Linked DNA regions of Mus musculus: regions 1 and 3 are each linked to region 2. A link is a contact called in public Hi-C and HiCAR-type data. All regions are on one chromosome and are shown on one strand. Each heading gives the region's core, a stretch centred on a gene start, on an enhancer-like site or on the middle of the called end of the contact. The rest is flanking DNA. Distances are from core to core; before and after follow the strand shown. Region 1 holds the start of AA387883 (expressed sequence AA387883). Region 2 holds the start of Sorcs1 (sortilin-related VPS10 domain containing receptor 1). Region 3 has its middle 31 kb from the start of Mir6407.

Region 1 (3,032 bases), core at 5-2,504, 2.2 Mb before region 2:
GCCGGTGCAGGCCTGGGATAAACGCCGTCAAACTCACCGAAAGGCCTTCCCAAAGGCTGTGCCCTGTGGCAGGGCAGAACGCTGACTCACAGTCTGCTAAGATCTTTCCCCGTTGTGCACTATTCTGAATAATGTACTTTCCTTTCCGCTGTTCCACGCAGGCTTCTGTGAGTGTCACCAGTCTCGAGCCTCATTGGCTTCCTTCTGTTTTCTCCCTGCCTGGAAGCCCAGAGCCTCTATCCATTCTGTTCTCTTAGTTCAGAGTGAGTTTCCTCCTAATCTTTTGGTTAAGTTTCTACCCACTTTCCCAAGGGCTTGGCCATCCTTCAATGCAGCCTTGCAGAGCTGTTGGTAGTGTGAGCTTCATAGGCAGAGAGCCCGGATTTGTGCCCAATTACTGCTTACAATTACCCTAAGAAATCCAAAACCATCTAGGCATTAATTTTGTCATCTGTATAATGGGAGTATCTCAGAGACTTAGACATGTAACCCAGGGGGAGTCTGGGTAAATGGCACTGCTGGTACAAGATTTAATTCTCTAAGCACTCAGATAGAATAAAATCCCAACTGTGCCTGCTCATTATCTATGGGCAACATTTACAATAAAATCAGTGGGCAAGTTATTCTCACAAGCTCTAGCTTTGAGTATGCTAGGGATGTGAGAGCGTGCGACCAGGAGAGAGCGTGCGACCAGGATGCGTTCGAACTGTCAGGAATAAATCTAATAATTAATAATAACAATAAATCTACAGCTATGGGAGAAAACTACAATGATACAAACCAATTGTATTTGGAGCTAATGGCATAACTAGATTTAAAACAAAACAAAACAAAACAAAACAAAACACCAAAAACAACTTAAAAACGACCAGAAAATGAGGTAAGGACGAATTACGCTAATTCTAGCAACCGCTGTGCTGAGAGGAGAACTTACCAGAAAGGAAACAGCATTCGCTGTACATCTCAATCCCTAGGCAAGCGGCAGGTGTTCCCGCGAACCCCAGGGGCCCAACTGAGAGCAGTGTTCGCCTGAGGGAGCTTTGCAGACTTGACTTGCTGCGGGTAGACAGATCTGAAAAGGCCTGCGAGTTTAGGCCCCACGGATGTTCAAAACTCACCAGACAAAAGTGCATTCTAAGACAAAGCCCCACAGTGAGTAGAAAGAACTGCTGGGCATAAGATCCAACGTGAATGGCAGGAGGTCAACAGAGACGAAGAAGAAAGGCAGGCTTTCATGAAAGCGAGCCAGACAGTGAGGAAAAGGACAAGGTACGGCGAGCATTCCGCGGAGCCGGCAGAAGAGGGCGCTCCCGAGCCATGGAAACGATCCCATTTCATATTTAAAAAAAAAAAAAAACCAAAACAAAAAACACCCAAAACAAAAAACCACCAACAACCCAAACCCACACAATGTAAGATTAAGATCTGATAACATAAAAAAGATGCTAGAAATAAAAAGAAGGGAATAAGGAACATGATAACGTTTCTGCAAACAATTAAAGCATGCCGGAAATAACATGTTTACAAAGTTGAAGGCGCATCCTCTCAAGAGCAGAGCGGAGCAGGCTGAGGAATTTTTCAGGTCGCTTGCAGAAGGGATCCGGTAGGAAACTGTTGTGTTTTTTAATCCCCTCCCCTAGAAAAAGACACCTAAGGTGTCAGGTAGGCAAGGAGCTTAGTTTTAAGTTGACCAGAGCTTTAATGACCATCAAGAGCAGAAGGCTGGATCTTGGATGGATAATGGAGCCAAGAATGGACTCCAGAATACAAGAGTCAAGAGGAGTGCAACCAGGCCAGAAATCAAGTAGAAAACAGAATTGGGAAGTGCTTTGGGAAAGTGTTTATACACGCTGTTAGAGCTCTTTCAATCTCTCTTAATAGTTGATGCATGAACAGCCCACAGGAACATTAAAATGGCTTAAAGTCACAGACTATGTGACTACATTCATGGACGATCGGTGCCTAAAGGGAGGGAGGGAGTGACTTGAAACAGGGTGCGATCAAGATCAGTACAGAGGCAGGGGGTCTGGTTGTGTGTGCTGTCTTTACTAGAGAGACCTGCAGTGGGTGTTTCTGTCCCCTTAAGCCCGCCCTGATCTGTTTCTGCCTCCTTAAACCCACACTGATGTGTCTTACCTGCCCTTCCTTTGGACCACTGAGGTCATACGCTTGAGCAACTGCGCATGCTCACTGTAATCCCCAGCCCTTTATCCCACCATTTTCTCCACATTCGCGGTGCTCTCAGGTCCTTCTCACTGGGTTAGGCTCCGGCTGTGTCCACACACATGGAAAGGTCTCTGATGTCAGCATCTCCCTTCTCTGGACTCCAGCGGCATCACAGACTCTGAAATCCTACCTATAGGTCAATAATTGCCCGATATGTTTTCCTATCTCTGACCTTTCTTAGCAATTCCTCCTGCTTTCCTGACATTTCTACTTGGATATCTAAAAGACTCTTTATATATTTATCCTACCAACCCCCCACAACATAGGATTCTTTTCTCCCCATTCCTTCCATTCTTTCTCCTGTATTTACTAGCGAGTCTTCCTAAAAGCTAGTTTCTTTTCCTGAAATACCACACTTCACCTGTCAGGATACTATGGTGTCTTCTTTCTGAGCGGAACACCGTATCCGTCAACGACTCTGCATTTCTGCTAAGGAACCTTAGTGCTACAAACCATCCCTGCAAGGCAGCTGTCTCACAACTGCTCCCGAGCTTGCCCAGTACCTCGGTCTGTGTCCTCACAGTAGCTGGCACGACCATTCATGCTTGAGTGTTTTCTTACTGTACTTGGGAGAGAAAAACTTTCACGAGTGTGATGTATTGCTTGTTTATCTCTATCTGCTCGCCACGCTGGCCTTCATTAGGTAACTGGAAACTGTAAAGGATCTTTAGGATGAAAAGCTATGAATATCTCTCTCTCTCTCTCTCTCTCTCTCTCTCTCTCTCTCTCTCTCTCTCTCTCTCTCTCGCTTGGTGCAGGAGTGACTGTAAAGTCCCTGTGCCTGATGGGCTGAGGGTATGTTTGAG
Region 2 (3,091 bases), core at 398-2,897:
GACCATTCTGGTTCAGTCTCTCCGGGATTGGGATTGCAGTGTGCTGTAGGAACCATCATGATGTCACATCTCCCCGGAATAGATTTTTATCATAAAGTTGTTCCTCTGGAGTATCATCAGGAAGGTTTCATTAACTGAAGATTAATTATCACTGTGTATTACTTTCAAGTGGGGCTCATCACAAACTTTGAATTTTGTAGAGTAAGATGATGATTCCAAGTGCAAAACTGAACAAAAATCAAACTGCACACGGGAATTAACACTATTTCATAACATCTGTTCATTCAATCCATAAACATTCCTTCAATAATTTTATAATTCTCATGTGCTCAAGAGGACATTATTTGGTGCGTGGAAATGGTAAAGAGATGCGATGGCATTTAAACCTTGGCATCAACTAACAATTTGAAAAAGGCCTGGCTTTAGATGAACTGCAATTTCCAAAGCGCTCCCACCTACTATAAATCATTACCTCAATTTCTGAGTAGAGGCAGGGGATCTTGGGTGGATTGATATTATAATCACATAATTACAGAATTTTAGGGTCACAAAGGATTTTAAAGGTCATGTATTGCAACCACTTAATTTAATATTTGGGAAGCACAATTACCTGAAGGTCCCACAGCAAACACTTTCAAGCGCGGGCTTGCTGGGGGGGGGGGGATCTGAATGCATGTGTTAGCAACCCTGAGCTAGACACCAGTGATGCCAGAAGAATACAACACATTTCCTCTATTTGTTGATATACAGATCTATAACAAACTCACAACACATACTCATCAAGCCAATCACTTACATTTGCTACCATTCAGTGCACTGTTACCAAACACAGAGAATAATACGGCAAACAGGTCACTTCGGAGTCTCCCTTCTCTCAAGGAGCTTATGGTCTCTTAAGGACAGTTGCCAAGATGTATATAACTACAAAATACTTGGGGAATCTTAACTTTAATTGTGTTGTCAACTGTGAGTGCTTTCAATACTGGAGAGTGCTTAAAAAGACCTGAAATCTAGGAGGAATCACAGAGGAGAGAAAATCTCACCAACTATATATATATATACACACACACATAGACTGAGCAGGACACACACACACACACACACACACACACACACACACACACACACACAGTTTATTGCACCACTCTCTGCTGCCTTCTGAGATCTTCTCCAGGCCTGGGCACACAAAGTAAGGACTACATGCCAACTCACCCAGTTTAAGAGGGAGAGCAAGAGCCCACTCATCTTCTAAACTGGAAAAGACCAGAAAAAGAGAAAAGGGGAGAAACAACCACAGAGAGAAGGGAAAACAGGAATAGGAAACCCTTCACAGCGCCTGCTCCGGGAGCCTGGGGCTGCTCGCCCCAAGAGGAAGGGTGCTTGCTCGGGCTGCTTGCGGGGACTCGGCGCGCCTTGGGGAGGGTAGGCGACAGCGCAGCCCGCGCCCGCAGCCCTGGACACAGCGCAGCTCGGAGACGGGACGCAGTGCCCCGGAGCCCCGGCAGAGCCCGCCCTCCCTCCCGCGTCGCCAGCCGGCGCGCGGCGCCCTCTCCGCCCGTGACTTCAGTTCGGCTCCACCCCCGCGCGGCGGCGGCGGCGGCGGTGGCTCGCAGCTCCGTCCCAACCCGCGCGCTCCGCACAAGCCCAGCCTGGGCGAGCGGCAGGCACCTGCCCGGCGCCGCCTCCGCGCGCCCCGCCGCCGCCCAGCCCAACTTGGATGGAGTTGTGGTCCTGAGCGCACGCCCTGCCGCCGTCAGCCTGTAGCCTCGCTCCGCTGCCTGCCTTCGGTCCGGGACCCCCTCTCCGCTTCTCTACGCTCCAGAGATGGGAAAAGTTGGCGCTGGAGACGGCTCCTCGGCCGGGCTGAGCGCGCTCCTTGCAGGAGCGGGGCTTCTGATGCTCTTAGCCCCCGGCGTCTGCAGCAGCCTCTCTTGCTGCCCTCCGCAGCACCCTAGCTCGACCCCACGCCGGACCCTTACCCCAAGAGGCTTTCCTCACCCGGGACCTCTGGGTCGGGCTCCTGCCACGCCCCCGCCCCTCTTCATGAGACCCCTGTTCGCAGTGGCCCCCGGGGACCGTGCGCTGTTTCTGGAGCGAGCTGGGGGCAGCAGGGTGTCAGTGGCGACCGCTGCACGCTCTGGCCGTAGGAGACGGAGTGGAACGGAACCCGAGAAGATTGAACCCGGAGAGGGTGCGAGTCGGAGCCGCCGGGACATGCTAAAGGATGGAGGGCAGCAGGGGCTTGGGACTGGCGCACGGGACCCGGACAAAGCCACCCGCTTCCGGATGGAGGAGCTGAGACTGACCAGCACCACATTTGCTCTGACAGGAGACTCAGCACACAACCAAGCTATGGTCCACTGGTCTGGCCACAACAGCAGCGTGAGTAGAATGGAACTGGGGGCAAAGGGGCGAGAGAAGGAAAGGGTTACCTTTCACTGTAAGAGCTGGCGGAGAATTGGGGGCGGAGGGGGGGGGGGCAAAGAGGTTTCTTTCTTGGGAGATGCTGCACAGTGAAGTCTTCCCAGCTAGCCTCCCCCAAGAGTTAATGGTGCCTACTAGGGTGCCCCCACCGCCACCTTCAGAGTGTTCTCCAGATCAAAAGGTTCAAATTGGAACGGACCAGGCAGATCTTTTTTATTTCTTCAATGGCACTGGAGAGTAGAACTGAAGACCAAATATGGGGGTTGTATGTGCGTTAAAGTATTTTTAATGAAGATCTGAAAGGGTTAAATCTCCAAGCCCACTGAAATCCCCTGAAGGGACATTTCCTTACCTGATAGACTGATGGAGCACACGGAGAAGTCGCCTCTGTGGGCTTTTTATTTTATTTTTATACAGAGCTCCTAGCCCCTTGTTCTACCCCGGAGAAGGCAAACTGCAGTACGATATAAGGTGCCCTTTGGTATTAGAAATCTATTTGGGAACCAAACGGATGCAAGTTTCAGTGCAGAGGCTCCCCAGCATCTCCTGACAGCATTAGCAAGTGCATCTTGAGAGCCAGGCTTTTCTAGCCCATGAAAGGGCAGTTGTTCTCTGGCATGGTCAGCCTGGGGAAGATCAGATAGATAGATCCCAGTGACAACAACTC
Region 3 (3,122 bases), core at 497-2,996, 2.3 Mb before region 2:
ACTGTGCCCACTTCTCAGTACAGGGATGTGCTGCCATGCCTGGCTTTTTATGTGAGTCTTGGAAACTCGAACTCAGGTTCTCATGTTTGTAATGTGAGACCCCGACTTAGAGCGTTTCTCCCTGGAAGGTAAAGCCCCTGGACGTTCCCCAAGCTTGTTTTCCCTGATCTCTAAAAATACAGCTAGAAAGAAGCTCTTTGTTCTCTATAGCCAGCAAAAAGCCTTTTTGTTTCTATACTGTACAACCAGAGATGCCTGCCTTCCTGTGCTGAGGACACGGAGATAAAAATTCAGAAAGAACCCACTCCCCACTCCTGCCTTGTAAATTACACCAAGGACACCCGGAAGAGAAGAACTCTTCCCATCTCCTCCCAACTCCTCTCAATTCCTCAGCTAGCTGTTAAAAGCCCCCTACTGTCACTGCTTGGGGTCGAACTCCCCTGCCCTGCATGGCAGAGGGACTTCGTTCTCAGCTAGCTGATAATAAAACCTCTTGCAGTTTGCATCAGGTGTGGTTTTCTCTTGGGATACTGGGATGCTGGCCAGCTCATCCCGAGACTTGATCGGAGGCCCAGCTTCGGGGGGTCTTACAGTAACAGCAAACTCTACCAACTGAGCACCATCCTCAGCATCTGATTGGTAGTTCTAAGGCCCATGCTGTGGTCACTAGCTAGTCAGAATAGGACATTAAGAAAGTCATAGCAAAGTGGGGTGTGGTGGCGTACATCTTTAATCTCAGCTCTGGGGAGGCAAAGGCAGGTGACCTTGGTGAGTTCGAGGCCAGTTTGGTCTACATTGTGAGTTCCAGGACAGCCAGGATTGTGTAGAATGATTCTGTCTTCAAACCAAACCAAACCAAACCAAACCAAACCAAACCAAACCAAACCAAACCAAACCAAACACCCAAAAAACCCACAAAAGCAAACCAAGCAAAAACAAACTCTCCTCCCAACTCCTCAGCTAGCTGTTAAAAGCCCCCTACTGTCACCGCTCGAGGTCAAACTCCCCTGCCCTACAAGGTGGAGGGACTTCGTCCTCAGCTAGCTGATAATAAAACCTCTTGCAGTTTGCATCAGGTGTGGTTTTCTCTCGGGACACTGGGGTGCTGGCCAGCTCACCCCGGGACTTGAGCAGAAACCCAAATCAAATATAACCCCCCCCCCCAAAAAAAAAACCAAGAAATTCACAGGACCGAGAGTTAAAAATGTAGGTTCTGACTTTTGCCATAGTCTTGAGTCCAAATCGCTATAGAAACAGAGAGGCTGGAATAGCAAAACTGAAAGGCAGGGAGGAATAAGATTTAGAGCAAACAGAGGTGCTGTCCGAGAGGAGGAGCACTGCTGTTCTCTCCAGAGGTGGTGGAGGAAGATGGAGGAGGCGGCCGGGTGCTCAGGCAGCCTGGAAACAGACAGGGAGCTTGGTCTCCAAGAGCTGTTTTGAGAGGTGTGATCAAAACAAGAAACAGTTGCACATTACTTCGGTGTGTGGGTTTATGTGGGAGAGAGGCAGGAGCTGCTGCAGCCAGAACCCTGGAAACCAGCCTGGCAAAGCCCCTCAGCAAAGAGACCTGAAAAAATAAACAGGAGATACTGCCGAGGATAGACCCGAACAGGAGATGGCAAACATTTCAGAGCCACAGGCTCACAAGGATCCGAGAATGAAGGAGCAGAGCAGACAGTGTCTTAAGCAAACAGGAAAAGACAGGAGGAAATGTAGCAAGTCAGAAAAAAGGGGAGGTCCTACAGCTGTCAGTGAAGAGCTCACACCTAAAGGGAGGCTGGGCAGGATGTGCCTGCGGTTCGGTTCCAGCCTGTGGGGCAGAGACGAGACGATTCCCTGATGGTTGATGACCAATGAGTTTAGTGAGAGACCCTGACTAAAAGACTGAGGTCTATGTCCTCCTTGTGGGTGCCTATGCACCAGCATACACCAAACACACGAAAGTCACATGATTCAGAAACACAGAGAGAATGGGACCCAGACGGACAATAACATTTATACAGGTTCCTCCAAAGAAGGAAACAAAAGGAAAGGAGCAGAACAAATACTTGAAAATGTTCAAGCAAACGTTCCTGAGATTATAGAATTAAAGTTGGAAATGACATGTTGAAAGGGACAGCTATATAAATATATACAAATATATAAATAAACCAATGATGTCCAATAGCACAGAATATGGTAATCGCTGGACTTTAAAGAAGCCCTTTAGAAGTTTAACAGGATACCCATAGAACACATTCATGAGAAAAAATACAAAATTGCCATCAGACATTTTCACAGCAACAGTGGGTCAAGAAAGTGGGATGACAGTCCCAAAGGCTTTATTGTAACTTATTAGGATACATTTTTATCTTAGGCTTGGTATCTGAGCTAAAAATTAACAGACCAAAGGCTTAAAAAAAGTTGCACTGGCATGGAGTTAGTGCTGGTGGGACTGGACAGGGATGGAGGAGGGAACGGGTTTCCATTATACAACTGGTAGGAACTACCATCTCCAGATGTTTAAAAGAGAAAAATCCAGTTTTAAGGAGGAGTTGAAACCTTGTGAGCATCTGAATGTAGGTGGTGTGTGTGTAACCTATCCTTGTTTTTAAGCATTTCGTGTGTGTGTGTGTATGTGTGTGTATGTGTGTGTAGGTATATATGTGTGTGTGTGAAGCTTGCGGTTGACGTCAGGATTCTTCCCCTTTGGCTCCCCCGTTGGCGGGAAGCTTGGCTCTCTTGCATTCACCGTACATGTGACTCGATGGTTTGGCTCTAGTGTCTGTGTTGTGGCTGATAGTCTGGGTGACTTTGTCCCTGGTTGTACCCTCTTATGCTTGCCTTATAACTCCATGTCTTCAGTTTTGAAGAGGCTTAGACCCAACCTTTTCCCTTCTCATTCGGATGTGATGGTTTCATCCCTTTGAAGGCTGTTAGGTCACATTCTGCACCCCATCTTACATCCCCTTGACTTTTTAATTTATTGATTCAGATTTTCACACATTAAGGTTTGGTCTTGGTTCTGTAAGGTTCAATGGGTTTTCATAAGTGCCTCGTGCCATAAAGGTGTAACGACAGTGTCTTACAGATATAGTCTCACTACCTGAAAACAATCCCCCGAGCTCCATCTATTCAAGTCT

What was found. Hi-C and Micro-C count contacts between places; a contact is called where the count stands out from the background. HiCAR-type assays count read pairs that join an accessible place to other places.
Region 1: a contact with region 2 is called in a HiCAR-type map of astrocytes, with 9 times the contacts expected there. The contact joins the promoter of AA387883 here to the promoter of Sorcs1 in region 2. A contact is called at or near these places in 4 of 39 promoter capture datasets (cranial neural crest, hippocampal neurons and liver), 1 of 484 Hi-C or Micro-C datasets (embryonic fibroblasts) and 2 of 115 datasets of contacts at active chromatin or transcription factors (astrocytes and embryonic forebrain).
Region 3: a Hi-C map of cerebral cortex shows a contact between it and region 2, with 2.7 times the contacts expected there. The contact joins the enhancer-like site here to the promoter of Sorcs1 in region 2. A contact is called at or near these places in 6 of 39 promoter capture datasets (cranial neural crest, frontonasal cranial neural crest, hippocampal neurons and 3 more), 1 of 484 Hi-C or Micro-C datasets (cerebral cortex) and 3 of 115 datasets of contacts at active chromatin or transcription factors (astrocytes, embryonic forebrain and forebrain).

What each region holds. Positions count from the first base shown.
Region 1 is chr19:52,921,403-52,924,434 of GRCm38.p6, reverse strand. AA387883 (expressed sequence AA387883) reads right to left here and starts at 1,254. Exons shown (of 2, transcript NR_030678.1): 1 at 935-1,254.
Region 2 is chr19:50,677,202-50,680,292 of GRCm38.p6, reverse strand. Sorcs1 (sortilin-related VPS10 domain containing receptor 1) reads left to right here and starts at 1,647. Exons shown (of 26, transcript NM_021377.3): 1 at 1,647-2,382. The coding sequence starts at 1,825. It overlaps Gm26629 (predicted gene, 26629), which reads right to left and starts at 2,888. Exons shown (of 8, transcript NR_166832.1): 1 at 2,777-2,888.
Region 3 is chr19:52,977,840-52,980,961 of GRCm38.p6, reverse strand. It overlaps a transcript of Xpnpep1 not described here. Among named protein-coding and RNA genes, the nearest start is that of Mir6407, 31 kb to the left of the region's middle. Within about 2 kb of position 1,746, at least 29 of the 459 cell types and tissues checked have an H3K27ac peak or open chromatin away from gene starts, as enhancers often do. A contact at or near this core is called in cerebral cortex, where this site is marked.